Linked DNA regions of Macaca mulatta: region 2 is linked to region 1. A link is a contact called in public Hi-C data. All regions are on one chromosome and are shown on one strand. The core of a region is the stretch at or near the end of the contact, and the rest is flanking DNA. Distances in the headings are between cores, read along the strand shown.

Region 1 (6,759 bases), core at 899-3,398:
AAAAAAAGGTGGCCAAGCGCAGTGGCTCATGCCTATAATCCCAGCACTTTGGGAGGCCAAGGCAGGTGGATCACCTGAGGTCAGGAGTTCGAGACCAGCCTGGCCAACAAGGTGAAACCCTGTCTGTACTAAAAATACAAAAAAAATTAGCCAGGTGTGGTGGCAAGCACCTGTAATCCCAGCTACCCGGGTGGCTGAGGCAGGAGAATCGCTTGAACCCGGAAGGAGGCCGAGATTGCAGTGAGCCAAGATTGCGCCATTGCACTCCAGTCCAGCCTGGGCAACAAGGGTGAAACTCCATCTCAAAAAAAAAAAAAAAAAAAAAAAAACAGAGGTAGCCAGGAGTGGTGGCTCACACCCGTAATCCCAGCACTTTGGGAGGCTAAGGCAAGAGGATTACTTGAGCCCAGGAGTTTGAGACCAGCATGAACAACATAATGAGACCCTGTCTCTATTTAAAAAAAAAAAAGAGGTAAGACCTTCACAGAATAAGTAAGTTAACTAGTCAAGAGATAAATAACAACCAAAAAAAAAAAAAAGCTATCTCAAGAGGGTATGTGTTTATGAACCAAAAGCCAGCTTGGATAAAAGTAGGGACAAGTTCCTGCCTCTGTATCAGATGGTCTGCCGCTGATGGCACCTCTGAGTACCCACCAGCACCACTGGGAAAGCGGGAGTTGCTGTGCTCAGTCCCTTCCTTGGAGGCTGCCTTCCCTACCTTGTGAGTATCCCAGTTCTGGAGCTTTGTGGTTATTGGCCTCCCAACAGAGGCTCCCTTCTTCCCTCACCTTCAGGTGGCTGCCGAGTAATGGAGCAGAAGGAGGTTCCCAATGGGCTCAGGGATGAAGCTTGTGGCAAGGAAACTCCAGCTGGCTATGCTGGCCTGTGCCAGTGAGTGTCAGCAGGACATGGGCATGGTGTTGGGCGGTGGGTAGAAGTGGTGAGGGCATGCCCAGGCAGTAAAGTGGGTCCCTGGGAGCAGTAGGTCTCGCAGTGGGTAGAAGGGAGGAGGCTTTCTGGGCAAGGGCATGGATAGATAGTAGCATGCAGTGTGGGCACAGGCAGGGGTTGTTAATCTTGTTCGTCTAAGTGTCTCAGAGCCCAGCTATGTTGACACACTCAGTTAATATTAGTCAACAGAACAAATATTCTGCTCCCTTTTCTCCCCAGGGCACACTACAAAGAGTATCTTGTGAGCCTCATCAATGCCCACTCTCTGGACCCAGCCACCCTGTATGAGGTGGAAGAACTGGAGACGGCCACTGAGCGCTACCTACACGTACGCCCCCAGCCTTTGGCTGGAGAGGATCCCCCTGCCTACCAGGCCCGCTTGTTACAGGTATAGCCTCCACCCAGCCTCACCTCTGACCCCACCCTACAGAAGTCACCTGGTGCAGGCTGTGTCTGAGCTCCAGGCTCCTAATATCATTACCTTCTCTCTCCTGCAGAAGCTGACAGAAGAGGTACCCTTGGGACAGAGTATCCCCCGCAGGAGGAAGTAGCTGAGAGTAAGGGTCCCGATGAGGGTCCCATGGCCTACTCCCTCAGGAACAGCTCCAGCACCAATAAAGAGGCATCTTACCACCCAGGCTTCTTGGTGGTCCTTCTTCCTGGTGCCACCATCTAGGGGTACCAGGGAAAGAGTGGGGTGAACAGAGCTTTGCTGAAAAGGGCCCCCTGCAACCTAGTGCCTGACCCTCCCTGGACTCAGGACCAGGAAGGAGTTGACACCCTGGATGGTCAAGGGAGGCCCTCCCCATCCAGCCACGTGGCCTGGGCTCCCTCCCTCCCTGCCTCCTTTCTTCCTTTCATCGAATTCGACTGGTATTTGAAGTCACCCAGTATGTATCAGGTGGGCACTGTAGGGGAACACAGATGCACAGGTGTACACAGCAATCCAGAGGTCCCAAGCCTGACTCCAGGAAACTGGCCTCCCTGGGGAAGCCGCAGTGTCACCCAGAGAAGGTCAGATACAAGCAAGAGTATCTGAGGGAGGAAGGGGAATGAGCCAGGATGGAGCTGAGCCGGTAGAGCAGGACCCCCTGCTGCGACAGTGGCATCCTGATAGTGAGATGCTTAGATGCTGCTGCCCCCTGGTGGCCACCAGTTCCCTGCAACTCTGAGACCACGTGATTTCTGGGAAAAGGCCCTCCCTGGAGGAGAACTGAAACTTAGGGTGGGGACTGTAGAAAGGGGTGGAGAGATCAGCCGCCCAGCCAGGAGTTAAGCTGAGGTCGTCTGAGCCCTGCAACAGCCTGGACAGCAACTCAGGTAAGATCAGCCAAGAATGGGAGTCATCCTGGGATCTAGGGCTAGAAAGTCCAGCCAGATTGGGGGTAGGGGGTTCTAGGGGTCCCTCTGCTAGACTGCGGGATAGACAGAAGACCTCTAAGTCAGGAAGTGGGAGATTCAGCCTGAGAATGAGACTGACAAAGGCCAGCACCTCAGACTCTTGTAGGCAAAGGTCAGAAGGACCTCCTGCTGGATTGTTCAGGGAAGAAGGCTCATTGCCCCAGCCTCAGTGGACCATTTGTTTCCTTGCCGTCTGGCCCTGCCCACTTGTGCTGCAGCTCCACCCCCACCCCTGCTTCCTGCCCCACCTACTCCTGGGGATGGCAGAGGGGTGGGGGTCAGAGGCTAGGTTGTGTAGGCTGTGGGGCAGTGGGTGAAGGGCCTGATGCATCTCAGCAGAGCCTGCCTCTGCTGATGCTCGGGAATCTAGACAGGGCCTCTCACCAGGAATGATCACCAAAGGAATTACTTCCTAAACAATACATTTCTGAAAAGTCCTAAAATTAAGACCAATGCCCAAGGTTTCCTTCCAGGTATCACAGCTTAGAATGCTAAAAACAATGTTTGGGTTTTTGTTTTGTTTTTGTTTTTTGTCATTGCTAGTGATGGCAGAAAGGAAACAATTCTGTCTCATAGAGTGTTGAAATGTGTCTAGAGCTAAAAGAAAATGGATGGAATCTCTGGGACCTGTTGCCAGAATCTAGTCTCAATGGCCAGGGTCTCAGGAGATGTTCCCTCCCAAAGTGTCAGTTCTGACGCTTCCTGCTCCTCTTATCCCCCAGAATGGCATCAGGCAGGGCACGCTGTACCCGAAAACTCCGGAACTGGGTGGTGGAGCAAGTGGAGAGCGGGCAGTTCCCCGGAGTGTGCTGGGATGATACAGCTAAGACCATGTTCCGGATTCCCTGGAAGCATGCAGGCAAGCAGGACTTCCGAGAGGACCAGGATGCTGCCTTCTTCAAGGTGAAAGGGCTTGGAAACCACTGTTCCTCTGCGTGAGGGATGGTGTATACACTGGTACACTCACCCTCGAGCACTTGCGTCTACCTGGGTTTCAGACAAGGGAGACATTGGAGAGGAAAACTAGCTGCATCATTTGCAGAGTCCAGTACAAAATGAAAATGTGGAGGCCTTGTTCAAAAATTCTGGGGATTTTGGCCAGGCGCAGTGGCTCACGCCTGTAATCCCAGCACTCTGGGAGGCCAAGGTGGGTGGATCACGAGGTCAAGAGATCAAGACCATCCTGGCCAACATGGTGAAACCCCGTCTCTACTAAAAATACAAAAATTAGCTGGGCCTGGCGGCGCATGCCTGTAGTCCCAGCTACTCAGGAGGCTGAGGCAGGAGAATTGCTTGAACCAGGGAGGCAGAGGCTGTAGTGAGCCGAGATCGTACCACTGCACTCCAGCCTGGCGACAGAGTGAGACTCTGTCTCAAAAAAAAAAAAAAAAATTCTGGGGATTTCAAGATGGCAACACAGAGCACAGACCCTGCATGATCCCTTCTGAGCTTAGAGCTGCACGCCCATAAAGCCAGTCCTGTTGGAGGGGCAGCTGGAGCCTGTAACACACTGCCTCTTTTTCCCTTGCTTTCTTTCCTAGGCCTGGGCAATATTTAAGGGAAAGTATAAGGAAGGGGACACAGGAGGCCCCGCTGTCTGGAAGACTCGCCTGCGCTGTGCACTCAACAAGAGTACCGAATTTGAGGAGGTTCCTAACAGGGGCCGCATGGATGTTGCTGAGCCCTACAAGGTGTATCGGCTGCTGCCACCAGGAACCTTCTCTGGTGGGTTTCCCCTTGCCCAACCACTCCTAGACTCAGCAGACTGGGGAGGAAGGATAGATGTGCGGGCTTCCCCCAGGCTTCTCATAGCTCTGCCTTGTCCGTGCCCTTGGGGGCTGCTACCCAGGTTTCCCTTCCTAGGCTTGCGCATTCTTCACTGCCTCAGACCTCTCCCTTACCCTCTGTCCCTGCTCAAGACCCTGACCTTTCTGTCTCCCTCAACAATTCCACAGGCCAGCCAGGGACTCAGAAATCACCATCAAAGCGACAGCACAGTTCTGTGTCCTCTGAGAGGAAGGAGGAAGAGGGTGCCATGCAGAACTGCACACTCAGTCCCTCTGTACTCCAGGAATCCCTCAATAATGTAAGAGATGGAAAGGGAACTGGGCGGGCCTGAGGGCAGGACAGTAACTAGAGGGAGAGGTGGGCCAATGAAAGACACTGTGTCTTGGGAGGCCAAGGCGGGCAGATCACCTGAGGTCAGGAGTTCGAAACCAGCCTTGACCAACATGGTGAAACCCCGTCTCTACTAAAAATACAAAAATTAGCTGGGTGTTGTGGCATCTGCCTGTAATCCCAGCTACTCAGGAGGCTGAGGCAGGAGAATCGCTTGAACCCAGGAGGCGGAGGTTGCAGTGAGCCGAGATTGCCCCATTGCACTCCAGCCTGGGCAACAAGAACAAAACTCTGTCTCAAAAAAAGAAAAAAAAAAAAAAGACACTGTGTCTGCAGGAGGAGGAGGAGGCCAGTGGGGGAGCACTCCATTCAGACATCGGGAGCAGCAGCAGCAGCAGCCCTGAGCCACAGGAAGGTACCACCTGCCCTGCCTCTTGTGTTGTCCCCCATGCCACACCCTCTGGCCCAAGACTCCCCAGTCCCACTCTGAATGACCAGTGCCTTTGCTTCCCTTCCAGGTACAGACACAACTGAGGCCCCCTTTCAAGGGGATCAGAGGTCCCTGGAGTTTCTGCTTCCTCCAGAGCCAGGTACATGGCATTTCTGACTTTCTCCTGTGCCCTGTGCCCCGAGGTCTTCCACCTTTGACTGTGCATGCATTATCTAGTCAGTCAGGGCTTACAGCAAACTGTGCCCACATTACCATAGCCCAAGGCACTGGTTTCTAGGTGGCGAGAATTCCACATGCCTGGCCAGGCTCCAAAAAGCTTGCTTCCCAAAAATATCACCCTATACACTCTCCTGGAAATCTACATTGAGACGTTGATTTCATTGGGCCAAACAGAGGCCCAATCTCAAGGGACCTTCTAGTAAACTACAAGCCCCTGGTCATTAAACCCTGAGGCCTCATGGTCAATCACATACTAGCTACTTGCCTGAGTGACAGGAAAACCTGAGAAGAAGTCCCCTGGCTGGTGCAGGGAGGGAAGGTGGAGCTATTCCCCTGGGGAGGGGCTGCTGCCAGCCTGCATGCTCCTCCAGCACCAAGTAGGGCTGTTCTATTCCCCAGACTACTCACTGCTGCTCACCTTCATCTACAACGGGCGTGTGGTGGGCGAGGCCCAGGTGCAAAGCCTGGATTGCCGCCTTGTGGCTGAGCCCTCAGGCTCTGAGAGCAGCATGGAGCAGGTGCTGTTCCCCAAGCCTGGCCCACTGGAGCCCACGCAGCGCCTGCTGAGCCAGCTTGAGAGGGGCATCCTGGTGGCCAGCAACCCCCGAGGCCTCTTCGTGCAGCGCCTTTGCCCCATCCCCATCTTCTGGAATGCACCCCAGGCTCCACCTGGGCCAGGCCCACATCTGCTGCCCAGCAACGAGTGTGTGGAGCTCTTCAGAACCGCCTACTTCTGCAGAGGTGAGGCTGCTCTCTCTGGGCACCTGAGCTCCCACCCCCTACCTCTTAGTACCCCCTGGGCCCAACTTGGTGGGTCCTGCCACTTCCCTATCTGCCAGCAGATCCTCCATGTAGCCTATGCATGGCACTCCTGCACTTGTGTGGTGCACATCCTGTGTGGTCATATGCCCAGCCTGGCAGCTACCTGGCAGCTCTCCTCCAGCCAAGACAATGGAAGAGGTGGTTCAGGTAGAGCCCAGCACAAGAGTCTCGTATCTTCAAGAACACCATCACAGTGAAGCATGCAGTCACTATGTGAAGGTGCACAGAAGAATTGGCACAGAGATTTTGAGCTTCATGGTCTTCTCCTATATACACAGATTTGGGAGAGCTGGCACACATCACACACTCTGGCCCTGGCTGCACTGTCTCTACTACAGTCCAGGCATGCCTTAGGGTTGCGCTTCTCTCCCATCCAATTCCAGCTCCTACTCAATTCTAAACCTGACCTTAAGAGTGGGACCAGGTGTACATGGGTGCAGAGTGTGGGTGTTCCCAGCACCATGGGTACCCTAGCACTGGAAGGGTGTGAGCAAGCAGCAAAGGTCTGGGCACATCTGTGTTAGCAGCCAGGGCTGCTGCCCGGGAGGACTCTAAACTCTCCCAGCAGAGAGCTTTTTCAGCTGTGCAGTGATCTACTTCTAAGCACTTATTTGAGGCAGGGGCACCCTTTCCCTATTTGCACACGGGTGAGTAGCATTTAGTTCCAAGTACTTCTGACCTTGCAGCTCCTGCTGTGGCAGGACCCCCTCCTACCTCTCTCCATCATTTGTTTCTCACTATTGCCTCCCTGCCTGTGGCCCTCTCTTCTTTTTGAAATTCTTCCAACCCTTGACCCT
Region 2 (6,857 bases), core at 221-2,720, 140 kb after region 1:
ACCTCTTACCTTTCGAAACTCAGTTCAAGAACCACCTACCTCCTCCAGGATGCTTTCCCAAACCACTTTCCCTAGCCACTCTCCTGTGTCATCTGGATGCTCCCCAACACCCCTAGAGTATTCTGTGCATATCTCCCTCTTACAATTTACCATATTCACATTACATTGAAATGACTGCTTTCTGTACTTCATTTCCTGTTGGAATCTATCTTCATTTTTAATTTTTATTTTTTTTTAAGAGACAAGATCTCACTGTCACCCAGGCTGGAGTGCAGTGGTGCAATCATAGCTCACTGCAACCTCGAACTCCTGGGCTCAAATGATCCTCCTGCCTCAGCCTCCCAAGTAGGTGGTACTACAGGTGCAGGCCACTGTGCCCAGCTAATTATTCAAAAAATATTTTTTGTAGAGACTGGGTCTAGCTGTGTTGCCCAGACTGGTCTCCAAAAGGCTGCACATGTTCTTAATCTTCCTTCAGAAGCACAGAAGGCCCCAGCTCGGGAATGTAAGCCAGCTGATTTTGAAGTCCCTGAAACCTTTTTAAATCGCCTTCAAGACCTGACCTCCTCCTTTCTGAAGGACATTGCAGGTAAGTGATCTTGCTGCCTTGGCCTCCCAAAGGGCTGGGACGCCAGGCATGAGCCACTGTACTCCACCATGGACTGAATCTTTGAAGAGGAGAAATTAGATCTCATTAGTCTTGGTAACTTCCGTGCTTTACCCAATGCCTAGCAAATCATGGATACTCAAATATTTATTTAACTGAAGTCTAGTAAATAAGCAAAAAATGTACAGTTCAATAAAGTCTTGCCTAAAATAGAGGAAAACACAGGTCCACAACCCTTTAGTTACAATTCCAAAATCTCTGCTCTCAAACACAAAGTTCTTTTCTTTTTCTTTCTTTTCTTTTTTCTTTTTTTTTTTTTTTTTTTTTTAAGACAGTGTCTCCCTCTGTCGTCTAGACTGGAGTGCAGTGGCATGATCATGGCTCAACTCCTAGGCTCAAGCGATCCTCCTGCCTCAGCCTCCAGAGTAGCTGCTGGGACTATAGGCACATGCCACCATGCCTGGCTCAAACAAAGTTTTTTCATAAAACTCACTGGGCGGCAAAATTCTACCTTACCTGAAATTATTTACGGGGTTTTAAATTTCCACTTTGAATAAATATTCACATCTTGTTGAGTAGTAGTATAGTTTCAGGTAAGAGATTAGGAAAGGGAGCGGTTAAGTGGAAGGCTCTCTTGGGTGGTTTCTGCAACTGTGGTCCCAGAGGAAGCACTCACCTCCTGAGCAGCAACGCGAAGGGTGTCTAGATGGCGGCCAGTGATGTAAACTGTGGCACCTGCTTTGCAGAGCTGCAAGGCAATGCCACGGCCAATACCCCTGGAGGCACCAGTCACCACACACACTTTGCCCTTCATGGGAGCTGCCATGACTCACAGGCAAAGGAGGAAGGTCTGTGGAAGCAAAGACTTGCTCTGAGGGAAGCCTGGAGACTGTGTGTGTGTTGGGGCGGGGGTCGGGGGGAGGGGGGAGCCTCACTAGGGCTAAGAGGAGGAGCCAAGGTAAGAATCCTTTGAGGGGAGAGGAGTCAGAGGCGGACAACTGGGTGCGGGCCTAAGGGTAAGGGTGTCAGAGGCGGACAACTGGGTGTGGGCCTGAGGACAAGGCTGACTGTCTTTTGGGAGGCCCAGAGAGTGAAGAAGGGGCTGAGTGGGGCTGTCCAGAGGTGGACAACTACTACGACCCTCTGAGTGTGGCTGCCTGGATGGGGGAATCTGGCGCGGCAGCCCCTCGGGGCGCGTCCAAGCAGAGTCCTGGGCTATCTGGGGCTCCGCTCCCTGGCCTGACCCAGTCCGGCTGAGCCAGAGGCGCAGCTTCCGGGCCGGATGAGCGCGAAGCCTGGAGATCCTAAGCCCTAAATGTGAGGCGCGTGTGCCGCTTACCTGCCAGCTGCGCTGCCGCTGAGGTCCTCGCGCCGACTAGCTCGCCATACACGTGTAGTTCGAGAACTTTAATTCCGGCCGCAGGGGCGGAACGAAGTGACTACTACTGGGGCAAATTGCGGGGCTGCGGTGGAAGTCTGGGTTCTGACCCAGATTGAGCTGGCGACGTGGAGGAAGTGTTCAAGGACTGATTCTACAGTAGGACCCGGGGCGATTTTGTGCTGGGGTCGAGGGGCGGAGTCCTGGGCCAAAGTTAGAACCTGAGGATGGGGCGGAGCGATCTGGGGGAAACACCCACCCCACCCGGCTGGGGCCGCGCGTAACTATGACGTAATAGCTGCGTCAGGAGCGCGCCCGCGTTTCTGAACTTGGTTTGGGCCGGGCACACGCTTGGCGACGTTGAAGGTTCGTCCACAGCTAAGGAAACTTTTGCAGCCGGAGAGGTTCCGAAACACACATGGGGCTGGGTCCGCGCTCTCCACACAAGGTGGGGCGCCGGTTCCCAGCTGGTGGCAAACGGGGACGCGGGGCCAAGGGGTCGGGGCGCCCCTTACCCCGCAGTAAGCGGCAACCCTGGCCGCCTCCGGATAGGCGCTCGGAGCCGCCTCCAGATTCGCACCCGCACCTGAGCCCCGAAGCTCTGGGATATTTCCGCCGGGCGCTGTCAGCATTGAAAGAGGCTCCCGAGACTGGGGAAGAACGAGGTAGGCAGCAACTTCGGGGTTTAGACCAAGAGCATCAAATCCAGGGCAGGCAAGGAAACTTTCTGGGGTCGGCAGGGCGTGGGGACTTAGTTTCATTCCCATGTCCTCTTCCTCGGCCTCCCACCCACGACCCTTGGTTAAGTAAGGGTACATAACCATATTGTCTACTAAGTCTCTTCAAAGTGTGTTTTTCTTCACTTTTCCAGATCTGATGGTGCACAATATTATGAAGGAAGTAGAGACTCAGGCCCTAGCTTTGTCCACTAACAGGACTGGCAGTGAGATGCTGCAGGAACTGTTGGGATTCAGTCCCTTGAAACCGCTTTGTCGCGTATGGGCTGCTCTGCGCTCCAACTTGCGCACTGTGGCCTGTCACCGATGCGGGGTCCATGTATTGCAAAGTGCTTTGCTACAGCTCCCTCGATTGCTGGGGAGTGCTGCAGAGGAGGAGGAGGAGCAGGAAGGGGAGGATGGGAAGGATGGTCCCACGGAGACCCTGGAGGAGCTGGTCCTGGGACTAGCCGCTGAGGTGTGTGATGATTTTCTTTTCTACTGTGGAGACACACATGGCAGCTTCGTGGTCAGAACTCTGCTTCAGGTGTTAGGAGGGACTATTCTGGAGTCTGAGAGAGCCAGGCCCCGTGGTTTCCAATCATCTGGTAAGTATTACAAGAGGAAAGTGGACCTAGGGGGAAGAAGAATTTAGAAAGTTCAGAAGGAGACAGTAAACAGAAGACTAAGTCTTCATGGGGGAGCTTGACCTGGAAATATTAGCTTGACCTGTCCTAATCTGAACAGGGCTTAGCAAGCCAAAGATTAGTGTGTGCAGAGGCCCAGAGGTAGGGATGTACAGTTGTGTTTTGGGGACGGCTATTAGAATGGACACAGGAGGAGAAATTTTTCTTTTTAAGCATGACTTAACATTTAAATGGACTCAAGCAAAAGTAACATACATACTGGACTCAAGCAAAAGTTCAGGAAAGAATACCCTTACTACATGCAGCCCACTCTGTTATTATTTTATTTTTTTTCTTTTTCAAAACTTTATTTTGTTCTATTTCATTAAAAAAAAAAAATGCTAGTTGAGACCAGTAACTTGATTTCATGATACAGTCTTGAGCTGTGATCCACATTTTGAAAAACTCTGGGAAATAAAGTTAGCGAGTTTAAATGAGGCTTAATTTTGGAATGCCTTGACTACCTGACTGAGGAGGTTGAACTGTCTTCTGTGGACCATGGGGAAGCTGGTTGAAGTTTCTTAGAAAAATTAAGACAGAAATGTAGTCTCAGTTCTGTCATACAGAAGAGACATTCAGTTGTACTACATCTGTTCTGCATCTCCAAGTGGAATCCTTGTCCATCTATGGAATTTTTCTCTCCTGGGTGACAGTTTGTGATCTCCCCACTGCACATGTTCTTAATCTTCCTTCAGAAGCACAGAAGGCCCCAGCTCGGGAATGTAAGCCAGCTGATTTTGAAGTCCCTGAAACCTTTTTAAATCGCCTTCAGGACCTGACCTCCTCCTTTCTGAAGGACATTGCAGGTAAGGAGGGAAGTAGGAGGAGGGTCTCCCATCTACTTTTCTGGAGGTGATTTTACCACCAAGCAAGGCCCTCTGGTCAGGTTATTCCTCTTCTTTTCAAACCTGGTCTGGTTTGATGTTCAAAGCACTTCGTATAGTCCCTTTGTGTCCATAGTGCCCTGTATCTTGTTGCCTAAAGTTTGAGGTTATGCAGGTTGTCTGGAGTTTGAGAAAGCTGCTTTATTTCTGCCCTCTCTTCACAGTGTTTATCACTGATAAGATCTCCAGCTTCTGTCTTCAAGTGGCTTTACAGGTTTTACACCACAAACTTCCCGAGTTTTGCGCTTATCTCTGCAATGCTGTGATTGGCTACCTGAGTACTCGCAGTTCCTCAGTAGATGGCAGGTATGGTCAGGGCCTCAGGATCAAAGTTGGTGGGGCTGTGTGAAATGAATGAGGTGATGTAGTGCAACTGTATTTTGCATGAAATAGAGTTAAGACTGCCTGATGCCCTTCTTGTCCCCAGTCCCCTACTGCTATTTCTCCGAGATCAGACGAGCTCCAGACTCCTGGAGCAGGTCCTGCTGGTGTTGGAGCCCCCAAGGCTCCAGAGCCTCTTTGAGGAGCACTTGCAGGGGCAGCTGCAGACCCTGGCTGCACATCCCATTGCCAACTTCCCTTTGCAGCGCTTACTGGATGCAGTCACTACCCCTGAGCTGGTGAGTTGGAAACCTGAGCTGGTTCTGTTTCTAATTCTTGATCATTGGACCTTATTTTATGGTCTGTCTGCCTCTATATATCTTTGACATTGTGCTGGCCATTGCCCTTGAAAAGCTATTCCTTGAGGTTTTCCAGAGCTTAGGATAAATTTGCCCATCTTCCAGTGAGGATTTGTTTTGACTTCTCTCAGGTATGAGGACCAGCAAGAGACAGGCTTCATTCAGGTTTACAGCTTGAGGTTCCATGGCCCACCCAGACTCTGGTACTTGGCTCTAAGCCCACATGAGTGCTAGATCTGTTGCCATAGCTGCTCTTTTCCTTTGCTGCTTAGGACTAAGGTGGGCTTCCCTGTGGTTTCATGCATTGGGTGTTAGAGTGGAGGGGCAGGTTTAATTTTAGTCCCCCCTTGCCTCTAGTTCTCCCTTACACATAGGGAAGAGCCACTTAAAGTTCCTTCCTGTGAGGTGGCACCTCTAAGACTGCCCCCTTGTCCTGGGCCTTATCTACCCAAACAAAAGTCCTGATACTGGCAATGCTTTTTATGTTTCATCTAGCATTTTTAGTTGTTTTCACTGGGAAAATTTCTCTGAATAATGTGGTCCACCATTACCAGAATGCCAAAGTTACATCCCATGTTTCCCATCAGCTGTCCCCTGTGTTTGAGGAGCTAAGCCCTGTCCTGGAAGCTGTATTGGCCCAGGGCCACCCAGGGGTAGTCATTGCCCTGGTGGGGGCCTGTCGCAGAGTTGGGGCCTGCCAAGCCAAGGTCCTACAGCTCTTGTTGGAGGTGAGTGGATATTACCCACAATCTGTTTATGCCCTCAGTCCAACTTCTACATGTTAGGACTTATCTAATCTTAAGTTGTTGTACCTCTGGACTCAGGAAGTCTAGTGCCCAAGGAGTTCACAGGAATGGGGGAAAATGAGACCTGTAGGTGCCCGCCACCACTCCCAGCTAATTTTTTTTTTCTTTTTTCTTTTTTTTTTTTTTTTGAGACAGAGTTTCGCTCTTGTTGCCCAGGCTGGAGTGCAATGGTGCAATCTCAACTCACTGCACCCGGCTGAGGCCAAATGCTATTTCACAGTCCTGGAACAAAAATTGTCTCCCAGAACTAAGAGAGAAGTTTATTTAAGGGATAAACGTTTATTAATCCCTGTATGTGATAGAGACTGGGGATACAGCAAGGCATGATATCCTGCTCTCATGGAGCTCACATTCTTGTGGAGTCGGGGCTTCTTTCCTTTCCTGAAGGTGTTCCCTTAAAGTTGAGGTTAGGGATGGAGAAGTTCTCAGGTTCATCATACTTTGTCTTCTCCTTTAGGCATTCCACTGTGCAGAGCCCTCATCCCGGCAAGTGGCCTGTGTGCCTCTCTTTGCCACTTTGATGGCGTATGAGGTGTACTATGGACTGATGGAGGAGGAGGGGGCAGTGCCTGCAGAGCACCAGGTGAGGTAGAGGAGAGGCCAAGCCAGTGACTAATTGGGAGCCAGGCCTCCTAGGGTTTAGCAAGCCTCTGACTTCTGAGGTGAGAGTGGTGACTTCATCCAGGTGGAGGTGGCAGTGTTCTGGGGATGGGCTCATCCACCTGGCTTGTTGGTGCCTCCTAATTTCCTATCTCTGCGCTCCCAGGTGGAAATGGCCGCAGCCAGGGCCTTGGGGGACGTAACAGTCCTTGGGTCTCTACTGCTCCAGCATCTGCTGCACTTCTCCACTCCTGGTCTTGTACTTCGAAGTCTGGGTGCCTTGACGGGACCACAACTTCTGGTCCTGGCCCAAAGTCCTGCTGGCTCTCATGTGCTCGATGCCATCCTGACCAGCCCTTCTGTGACGCGCAAGCAGCGCCGCCGTGTGCTGCAGAACCTAAAGGTTAGATTTCTGGCTTCTGCCTTGATTCCCCACCATCATCCATTTAGAGAATATGAGCTTTCTCAGGACTGTACCTTCAGACTCCAAAAGGCTATGT

Evidence for each region. A called contact is a pair of places that touch in the nucleus more often than the background predicts.
Region 2: a contact with region 1 is called in a Hi-C map of liver, with 2.8 times the contacts expected there. The contact joins the promoter of DHRS1 here to the promoter of IRF9 in region 1. A contact is called at or near these places in 2 of 14 Hi-C or Micro-C datasets (CD4 T cells and liver).

The regions. Positions count from the first base shown.
Region 1 is chr7:97,277,551-97,284,309 of T2T-MMU8v2.0, forward strand. IRF9 (interferon regulatory factor 9) reads left to right here and starts at 2,149. Exons shown (of 9, transcript NM_001260669.1): 1 at 2,149-2,271; 2 at 3,075-3,255; 3 at 3,894-4,077; 4 at 4,308-4,438; 5 at 4,807-4,885; 6 at 4,989-5,060; 7 at 5,540-5,881. The coding sequence starts at 3,076. It overlaps RNF31 (ring finger protein 31), which reads left to right. Exons shown (of 22, transcript XM_077940761.1): 20 at 795-891; 21 at 1,171-1,339; 22 at 1,449-1,588. The coding sequence ends at 1,502.
Region 2 is chr7:97,417,523-97,424,379 of T2T-MMU8v2.0, forward strand. DHRS1 (dehydrogenase/reductase 1) reads right to left here and starts at 1,471. Exons shown (of 8, transcript NM_001194609.2): 1 at 1,284-1,471. The coding sequence starts at 1,433. It overlaps NOP9 (NOP9 nucleolar protein), which reads left to right and starts at 2,334. Exons shown (of 10, transcript NM_001266256.1): 1 at 2,334-2,650; 2 at 2,857-3,309; 3 at 4,083-4,193; 4 at 4,436-4,577; 5 at 4,699-4,891; 6 at 5,539-5,679; 7 at 6,215-6,340; 8 at 6,524-6,760. The coding sequence starts at 2,404.